Regions from separate parts of the Muntiacus reevesi genome. Here region 2 is linked to region 1. A link is a contact called in public Hi-C data. All regions are on one chromosome and are shown on one strand. Each heading gives the region's core, a stretch centred on a gene start, on an enhancer-like site or on the middle of the called end of the contact. The rest is flanking DNA. Distances are from core to core; before and after follow the strand shown.

Region 1 (4,450 bases), core at 706-3,205:
GGAGTGACTTAGCATGCAGAATGTGAGACTTATAAGAGAGCTACTATGAAAGAAAGGCTGAAAGGAGGGGAATTTTCAAATGGAAAGAGACTAAAGGTTCATTAAAACTAAAAGCAGCCAGAAACATTGTTTGAATCTAGTTTTAAAAAACAAATTGGAGGGAGCCAGTTGGGGAAATTTGAAAATATGGACTATCAAATTACAGAGTTATTATAAATGTTGTTAATTAGGTCCGATATGGTACTGAAGTTATGCTTTTATTCTTAGTTCTTATTTTTAGGAGATGTCTGTTAAGTATTTAGGTATGGAATTTAAAGGTCACAGTAACTTTCAGATTTCTTGCAGACTTAATGATCTTGGGCAAATGACATTAAAAATTAGTGAGTACACGAGCAGGCCTATGGTCAGAGAATCTAAATCTTACTAAATAAAAGTGGTTCGCTTCTTGGGCTTGCATGAGTCAGTCCTTTCCCCCCGCAATGTTCTAGTCTATGGCTATATTTGCAGTAAAAAATAAGTACAAGATTTTTTGTAGTTAAATAAATTTTTAGTTCCTGTTTACTAGCTTATAAAAACAGGATCTCTAAAAAGTGAAAACAAAATCCCCTTTAAAAGATTGTATTATTCATACCAAGGATACCTGCAAATCCATATGTCTTTAAGGAAAGATTAAAATTTTCCTCTCTAGCACCTCTTTTCCCTGCTTGCTCTTAACCGTGAACCTTTGAGTGGCAATAATTCCAACATACAAGCAAGAGTTAGGGGCTCTGGGATTCAGAAAAGACAAAAAACCGTGTGGTAAACCTCTTCCCACCTTCTCTGTGGATTTCACCACCACATGAGAAAAGGGAGTGCACCATAACGTCCCTGCCTGTCGGATACCCTCTATATGCGCCTTTTTATTCTCAGGTGGGTCTCTCGAGTGCCCAAGTATCTGGAGTTCTGGCATATGCATCCTTTCTGGGCAGCAGAGACACAGAAGGCAATGTCTCAGCCGACTATCAGGGTAAGGGACTAGAAGACAGTCTAGTAGTGACTCTGCTCAAAGCAGAGTCTTTTGGAGTGGTTGACAGAACACAGAAAGATTTCAATTTTGCAGCATACCTTAGTTTTTGCTTGGATCAAAATGCCATTTAACACAGTAATCTTACTGAAAACAACTATAACAGGGAAGATAGAGACGCAGCATACACGAGAGGGCTCCATAGCTCAGGGGTTAGAGCACTGGTCTTGTAAACCAGGGGTCGCGAGTTCAAATCTCGCTGGGGCCTGATGGTCGTTTTTTTCCCCGCCTCCTAAGCCGTGGCCACAGGGCGAGGGAACCCGTGCGGCTGTTCTGGCAGATCTCCTCTGCCGTCGGCAGCGCGTCATAAGACTTTCAGGCCAAGTGGACGTAGCTCCCCCTCTGCTGTCCTGGTCTGGACCCACGATCACAGTTGATAAATCCTCCGCTGCGTCAGGCACGCGCTCGCTGGGGAAACGACACGCATTTCTGCCGGTAGAAGGCACTCAAACTCCTGTGTCTTAGAAACGGCTAGTGACGTGGCCTAGTGACGTGCGTGAGCCTTGAGGCGGAATTAATGGGCTATCTCACTGTGGCTCGTTGGTCTAGGGGTATGATTCTCGCTTAGGGTGCGAGAGGTCCCGGGTTCAAATCCCGGACGAGCCCACCTTTGTTTGCTTCTGGTAATTTATTTAAAATATATGTGCTATCGCATTTTGTTCTCTCTACTCTGCTTTGAAAAGTTGCGGCACAGGGCCCTTAGAAAAGAGAAATGGTAAAGTTACGGAGAACTACGAGTTTTTCAATTCTGTCTGATGATGCGATTCCCCACTCTTCTGGCTTGCAGGCTGACGTGGCAGCTCCGAGAGCCTGTCTCCAGACCTCGCAGGTGCATCTGCTGTGAAAATGCAAATGGTCACATGTTCCCTTTCCCAGTCTAGCGCCAGGGATCCCGTTCAGTAAATAAAATAGTGTATGGGAAACTGAAGAAGGAAAGGAGCAGGTTGCCCTGACTGGACTGACTCCATTTTTTAAAAAAACAGGAACTCCACCTTACACTCTCGGCGGACTTTGGACTGCATACCTAGGGAGTCATAGAGATGAAATACCAACAGCCAAGCAGGCCTCCCTGGCGGATAAAAACCAGACCAGGCCGACCCCGTACCTAGACCTCCCGGAGCCAGAAGGTACGCAATGTCCACTGTGTAATCTTTTTTTTTTTCTTAAGAGTTTTATTTTTTTTTTTCATTTATTTTTATTAGCTAGAGGCTAATTACTTTACAATATTGTAGTGGTTTTTGCCATACACTGACATGAATCAGTCATGGATTTACATGTGTTCCCCATCCCGATCCCCCCTCCCGCCTCCCTCTCCATCCCATCCCTCTGGGTCTTCCCAGTGCCCCAGCCCTGAGCACTGGTCTCATGCATCCAGCCTGGGCTGGCGATCTGTACCACTATGTAATCTTAATAATACTTATTGATGTAGACTGAACTCTATGTCCAGATAGCTTTAGAATGTAAATTTATGGCTGTAACCTGATTGTATCTCTTACTAACATTGTCCAGAGTGGACTTTAGAGAATTTGGAGATGTGGGCTTGGGCACGTACACTTTGTATAAAAGGTTGTCACCAAGTCGGTAGGGGTCCTTGGCTAAGGAGGAAACTGCCTGGGACCCGCCATGTAATAAACTGCACTTCACGATCCAGGCTGTCCTTCTGAGTGAGTTCGCTTCCCAGAGCGTTTGGCTGTAACAAAACTGCTTGGCAACTTCAAATAGTGCTAAACACAAACTGCTTTTCCCGCCCCTGAAGGAACGCGGGTCTGAAATGTACTAACATAATCTCCATTTTAAGCGTGTGTGATACATTATCCTTTAAAAGAGTTTTTATGTAGTATCACATACTGTGGTGTCTTCTTTGTTTTCTCTTTCTCCTACTCCACACTCCTGTTAGTGTGGAGTTAAAAAACAAGCAAACAAACAAAAACCAAAAAACCAAACAACACTCACGTAGAGTAAGGTCATCTCTAGCGGAGGAATTAGAATGATTGTTTGTTCAGACGCTCAGTCGTGTCCGACTGTTTGCGACCCCATGGACAGTAGCACGCCGGGTTTCTCTGTCCTTTATCGCCTCCCGGAGCTTACATTACCGTTTTGCCGGCGATGCCATTCAACCCTCTCATCCTGCCTTGAATCTTGCCCAGCAACAGGGTCTTTTCCAAAGCACAAAACTGGGCACGTCCATACTCTATCAAGCACTGAACATCAGTAGGGAGAGGAAAGTCAAGAAACTGTATTAAAGTGGCAGGATCGGCGGAGTCAAGGATATTTGATCTGCATGGTTTCAAAAACCACCTGGCAGCGGTGGGATTCGAACCCACGCCCCCGAAGAGACTGGAGCCTTAATCCAGCGCCTTAGACCGCTCGGCCACGCTACCTACAGACGGCGCTTAGGGCCATACGCTTTATGATCCTCTCTCCTCCCAGTCCCTCCACACCCAGTGATTCACATATTTATTATTTGGGGAGGCTCTTCGTATCTACCCCGCCCCCACGCTTTCTTCCTGATTTGATTTGCTTTCTTTCTTCTTTGAAGCCAGAGTGCTTGTGATTTATGGGAAGACTCTTATTGCACAAGAGCGCCTCGAGAGGCCGGACAACCTTTGTTAGCTCTAACGGGTACCGAGCGCCTGCCTGGGCCCGGCACAGTCTGGTCGCCCGGGAGAGTCGGCCCTCCCGGGTCTTGGGGATGCTTTTCGTGGAAAGCGCCACACGGCGAGAGCTTTCGGTCCTTAAGATGCTGAGTCTGGGGTCCTGCGGCGAGAAAGCGTCTGGATCTTCCTAGAGGAGACGCAGAAGCTCGCCAGGCGGTGAGTTCCATAGCTTAAAAGGGAGAGCCAGAAAAGTCCCAAACCGAACCCAGGAAACAGTCAGTAATGTGCCGAAGCCTGAAGAAGCCTACCAGTTGGGCCCCAGTCTCCAGCCCGCAGCGGACCGAAAACAGATGCTCTGTCAGCAACGCGGGTCCACTCCCCTCCCCAGTATCACAGGATCACCCCTCGGCCTGTGACTGCCCCTAATGCAATTGCCTACCTTCGTTCCCGCAGCGTCTTTGGCTCACTCAGAAGCGAAAACATGCTGCGCAATTATTTTTTGTTGATCCTGAATCTTTTTTCTTAAAAACGATCTGTGGAATAGCAATCCGTAATGTGGACGAGAGTGCAGTGATTTATTCTTCCACTAGGTGTCACCCACGTCCATAGTTAGCAAAAGATTTTTGCAACCAACTGTAGACGTGGCTAAAAGTTTCTCTACTAAAGTTTAAAAGAGAAGGATAGTTGTGTGGCTCGTTGGTCTAGGGGTATGATTCTCGCTTAGGGTGCGAGAGGTCCCGGGTTCAAATCCCGGACGAGCCCTATTTTTTTTTTTTCCTTTCCTTGTCAG
Region 2 (4,450 bases), core at 1,226-3,725, 260 kb after region 1:
TTGAAAATATATAAGCAATTTAAATGATAGATGAAGGACTATCCTAAAGTTCCTCAAAGCCCATAAGAAAAAAGACCAACAACGTATCAGGAAATGTGCAAAATCATATGAACAGTGGGTTCATAGGTTCAATAAAGACATAAAATCTGCTAAGGGATCTGCTTCTTATAGAGACTCCACTATTAGGCAGAGTGCACTAGAGTTGAGTATTTGGGATTATGGGGCTAATACAAGGGACTTCAGAATTAAAGATCTGGGCTCTGGGACACTGTCATCAATAATTATTAAGAAGAAATTCTTATAGTTTCTTCCTTTACCTGATTTAGCATGACATCATAGACATCATTTCCTTCACAGTACACATGGGCCTAGGGAGAAAGAAAAAACTGACATTTGTACATTCCCAGCCCTGATGAGATCATAAGTGAGGTTCTAAATTTTTTATGCCCCAAACTATCACTCTCCCACATTACCAAAATGCATCTTCCAGGGAAAGAAATGCAAAAGTATGTTTTTCTAAACATAACCTGTCAATCCTATAATGAAAACATGTTGCCTTTATGTAATTACAGAAACACAAATGAGTCTAACTCAGTAAAGGCAACCTGTTCCAGAAGGAGCCTTTCTTCTGTATTCTTCAAATCCTTTTCCCATTCATCAGTAACTCATGCCATACATACCAGTGCACAGTGTCTCACTAGAACACTGATAACGATACAATTCTCTAATTGAGAAAGAGGTGTGGAAAGTTGATGACAACTCCATAAGTTAACCATGCTAGAAAACACCATGATTAGTACTCCCAAACCCCATGCTGTTCATCCCTTGGAAAAATTTTGGAGAGGATTCCTAAAATACATAATAGCAATGTTCCAGACAAGAATCCCAATGAGAACAATGGTTCTTTGAGAAATTAGTGGGAGTCTCTTACCTTCCCCACCTTGGCTGTGCACTCTGGGTCCACAGGAGCTTTGCCCTTTAACAGTAAGGTCTTCACAGACTCTGAGGGAAGACAGATAAGTACTATATCTACTTGTATGGGAAACAAAAACAGCTGTCATGGTTAGATAGAAACCTGTCATAAGTCACTCTGCCCTTCCCAAGCAAACTTGATCTGCTCGAGTCTCAGTTTATTATAATAAAATATGTGAAACTAAAGCTTTTGAGAAACTAGGTTAGTCCTATGGTATGCCCAAAAGATAGAAAGTTAATTATATCTTCAAGGAAAGAAGAAATGAGTTGAAAGAACAAAAACAAAGAACTCTCCCACCCTCAGCCCTCCCAAGGACCCTCCTGCTGGTCCAACTCCTTCTTGGTGTATGTCGAGGGCTGACCTTGCTTGTTTTCAGTCTTGTCATTATCTGCCTTTCCTTCAGCCACAGGCTCCTTTTTCACCCTGTGACATTTTCGAATTTTCTTTGCAGGAGGAGGGTCTTCTGCAACTGTTTTGCCATTATTAACTCTTTCAGCTTCATTCAGAATAGGCAAGAAGAATGGGCAAAGAAGCAAAAGAAAGAATGAGTACAGACTGAATACGATGCTACTATGCAAAAACATCTTTTTAAAAATATAGATTAAGATGGTTTTGTAAATTTACAAAGGAATAATAACTGCCATACCACTCAGGAAACAGTCTGAATTCCTGAACTGCTATTCTAGCCAAACAAAACAAAACAACTCACAGATCATGTGAGTTCATGGCCTCAGGCATCAGTCTTAAACTGCTTATCTCTTCTGCTTACTTGTGCCCCAATACCCTCCAAATACCTACCCTCAAACTACTAGAGGTGGTATGAAATAGTTTACTAGAGTGCTCTGGAGTCTGTGCCCTGTCTCTGCTAACTGGACAATCAGTGTAGAAGTTATTTCATCTCTTTGTACTTCAGTTGCCCTAACTGAAAAATCCAGAGGAAGACAACACATTTAAGAACACAATACACAGAGTATGATATGTCATAAGCCAATTTTAAGAGCTGCATTTTATAATCTCTGAAACTGGGATGCATTTTACAAGGGATGATTTATAAGCTGCGAATCACGTTTTAACTGGAAGCGTTTTTCCTTGCTCAGTGGTACATAAAATAATGCTGCACCTTACACTTAATTTAACTGTTTTGTATTAGGTATTTAAAACCGTGTTGGCACTAAGCTGTAACAGGTCAACAGGCGGTCAGACACAATTTTGTAACCCCCCCAAAGCTATGACAACCGAAATTGCCAAAGTTCGGCATCAAAACAAATGCTGGTTCAGGGAGCGATGGAATTAGGAAGGGCTATAGTAGAAGGCACAGCTCCTTTTCTGAATCCCCGCTCCCAGTATTCTGGCCCCCACAGCTCACTCCGAACCTCGCGCTCTGCCGCCGGCAGTCCTCCGCTGCCGAGCTGCCATGGAGCCCGAACGCTGACGTCATCAGCCCTCTCCCAGGAATCGCGAGCGCAGTCTAAAGGCGGGAACCGTAGTGCGTGCACGTCCCAGCGTGGAACTGCCAGGGGCGGGACGCACTACAGTATTTGCATATCGCAATGTCTTATGGGGAGTCACCGTAAGCGACAAGTGGCTTTAGGTCTGAGCACGTTATAAGTGCTCTTTGCGCGTGTTTTTCGCCATGGGGCGGCGGGAAGCTCATCAGTGGGGCTACGAACTGAGTGCGCTTAGTCACTCTAGCCAATGTCCCTTGGGAAGGTCTGAGACTAGGGCCATAGAGCGGCCCTAACAGGGCCCTCCCTGAGCTTCGGGGAGGTGAGTTCCCAGAGAACGGGGCTCCGCGCGAGGGTAGACTGGGCAGGAGATGCCATGGACCCCGCCCTTGCGGAGGGGCCTGGCGGATGCCTCCTTAGCCGGAGCTTGGAACAGACTCACGGCCAGCGAAGTGAGTTCAATGGCTGAGGTGAGGTACCCCGCGTGGGGGCCTCATAACCCAATTCAGACTACTCTCCCGCCCGTCCTTTTTAAATGAAATGCTGCTTTAAGGAGAGAATGGTAATGAACTCAGATTTTTAGAACGGGTGGGTGCCACCGTGGGGGATGGGTGGGGGCGCGGGATATCCCACAAGCTCCATTTCAGACACTGCATTAAAACTCAGATTCTGCGTTTTTAACAACAACCAAGTATTGGTGACTTTCATATAGATTTTTATCCACATATTTATTGGACACCTTGGCGAGTTTTGGCAATATGGTAGTTCAGCCAAAATAGACATGGTTCTTGGTTCTTGGGGACAGACATTAATCAAGTAATCACACAAGCAAAAGCAGCAATGGTGCTATAAGAAGTATACAGTACTTACGGAAGTTGTGTGAACTGTTAGTCGCTCAGTTCTGTCTAATTCTTTGCTAGCCCATGGACTATAGCTCTCCAGGCTCCTCTGTCCATGGGATTTTTCCAGGCAAGAATACTGGACTGGGTTACAATTCCCTTCTCCAAGGAATCTTCCGCACCCAGCGGTTGAACCCATGGGAAAGTAGTACTTTAGGGCTGTGTATTGTCACCTTGCTTACTTAACTTATATGCAGAGTACATCATGGGAAATGACGGGTTGGATGACTCACAACCTGAAATCAAGACTGCTGGGAAAAATAAAAACAACCTCAGATATGCAGATGATACCACTCTAATGACAGAAAGCCAAGAGGATCCTGGCAGGCTGCAGTCCATGGGGGGGTCGCAAAAGAGTCAGACGCTAGTTAGCGACCAAACAACATTAACAATGCTATGAGCTTTACATATATTTAATTCTCACAACAACCCTGTTGTTAGGTAGGTATTATTGTCTATATTTTACAGTTGAGAAAATTGAACTCTAGAAAAATGTGAGTAATTTATTCAAAGTCGCAGTGTATTGGTTTGCTAGGGCTGCCATTACTAAAAACTACAGACTGGATTGCCCAAACAAGAAAAATTTATTTTCTCAAAATTTTGAAGGCTAGAAGCCCAAGATAAAGGTGTTGGCAGCATTGGTTTCTCTAAGGCCTTTCTCCTTGGATTGCAGGTGACTGTCTTTTTCCGGTATCTTTCTTACTAAGCTTGTTAACTTGAATATTTCCCTGATGGTTAAGTTCTAACTTGAGTAGATCTAGACTAATTAACCCAAAAGAATGAAAATTGGAGTAGGTCCATCTAAACTAGAATGTGTGTAAATACCTTGAATTAGTCCGTGCTAAGTATATTAACTCAAAAGGAAGCTTGGTTTAAAAAGTTTAATCTAAGAACAGTGCAAGTAGCATCTTTGGTCCTTAAGGAGACAGGTACCTGAAGCGGGTGGGGGTAGGAGGGCAGGTTGCATCTTTCCAGCACTTTTAAGGTAAAGGAGGGAGGGAATAATCATTAGCCAATCAGGCTCAGAGGTCACTTCTCAAAGTCACTTCCTGTCTCTCCACTTCCTCTCTTTTCATTTTGGTGGTGGGCTGGTGAGTATGCATTTAATTTTGATTCCTAATTGTTTTGAATTT

The links. Hi-C and Micro-C count contacts between places; a contact is called where the count stands out from the background.
Region 2: a contact with region 1 is called in a Hi-C map of muscle, with 8 times the contacts expected there. The contact joins the promoter of PARP2 here to the promoter of RNASE12 in region 1. A contact is called at or near these places in 2 of 3 Hi-C or Micro-C datasets (blood and muscle).

The regions. Positions count from the first base shown.
Region 1 is chr7:25,640,219-25,644,668 of mMunRee1.1, forward strand. RNASE12 (ribonuclease A family member 12 (inactive)) reads left to right here and starts at 1,956. Exons shown (of 3, transcript XM_065941568.1): 1 at 1,956-2,190. It overlaps TRNAT-UGU (transfer RNA threonine (anticodon UGU)), which reads left to right and starts at 1,199; the gene lies at 1,199-1,271. TRNAP-AGG (transfer RNA proline (anticodon AGG)) reads left to right here and starts at 1,598; the gene lies at 1,598-1,669. It overlaps TRNAL-AAG (transfer RNA leucine (anticodon AAG)), which reads right to left and starts at 3,444; the gene lies at 3,363-3,444. It also overlaps TRNAP-AGG.
Region 2 is chr7:25,901,901-25,906,350 of mMunRee1.1, forward strand. PARP2 (poly(ADP-ribose) polymerase 2) reads right to left here and starts at 2,476. Exons shown (of 16, transcript XM_065940117.1): 1 at 2,347-2,476; 2 at 1,335-1,469; 3 at 932-1,002; 4 at 318-368. The coding sequence starts at 2,389. It overlaps CCNB1IP1 (cyclin B1 interacting protein 1), which reads left to right and starts at 4,350. Exons shown (of 6, transcript XM_065940505.1): 1 at 4,350-4,408.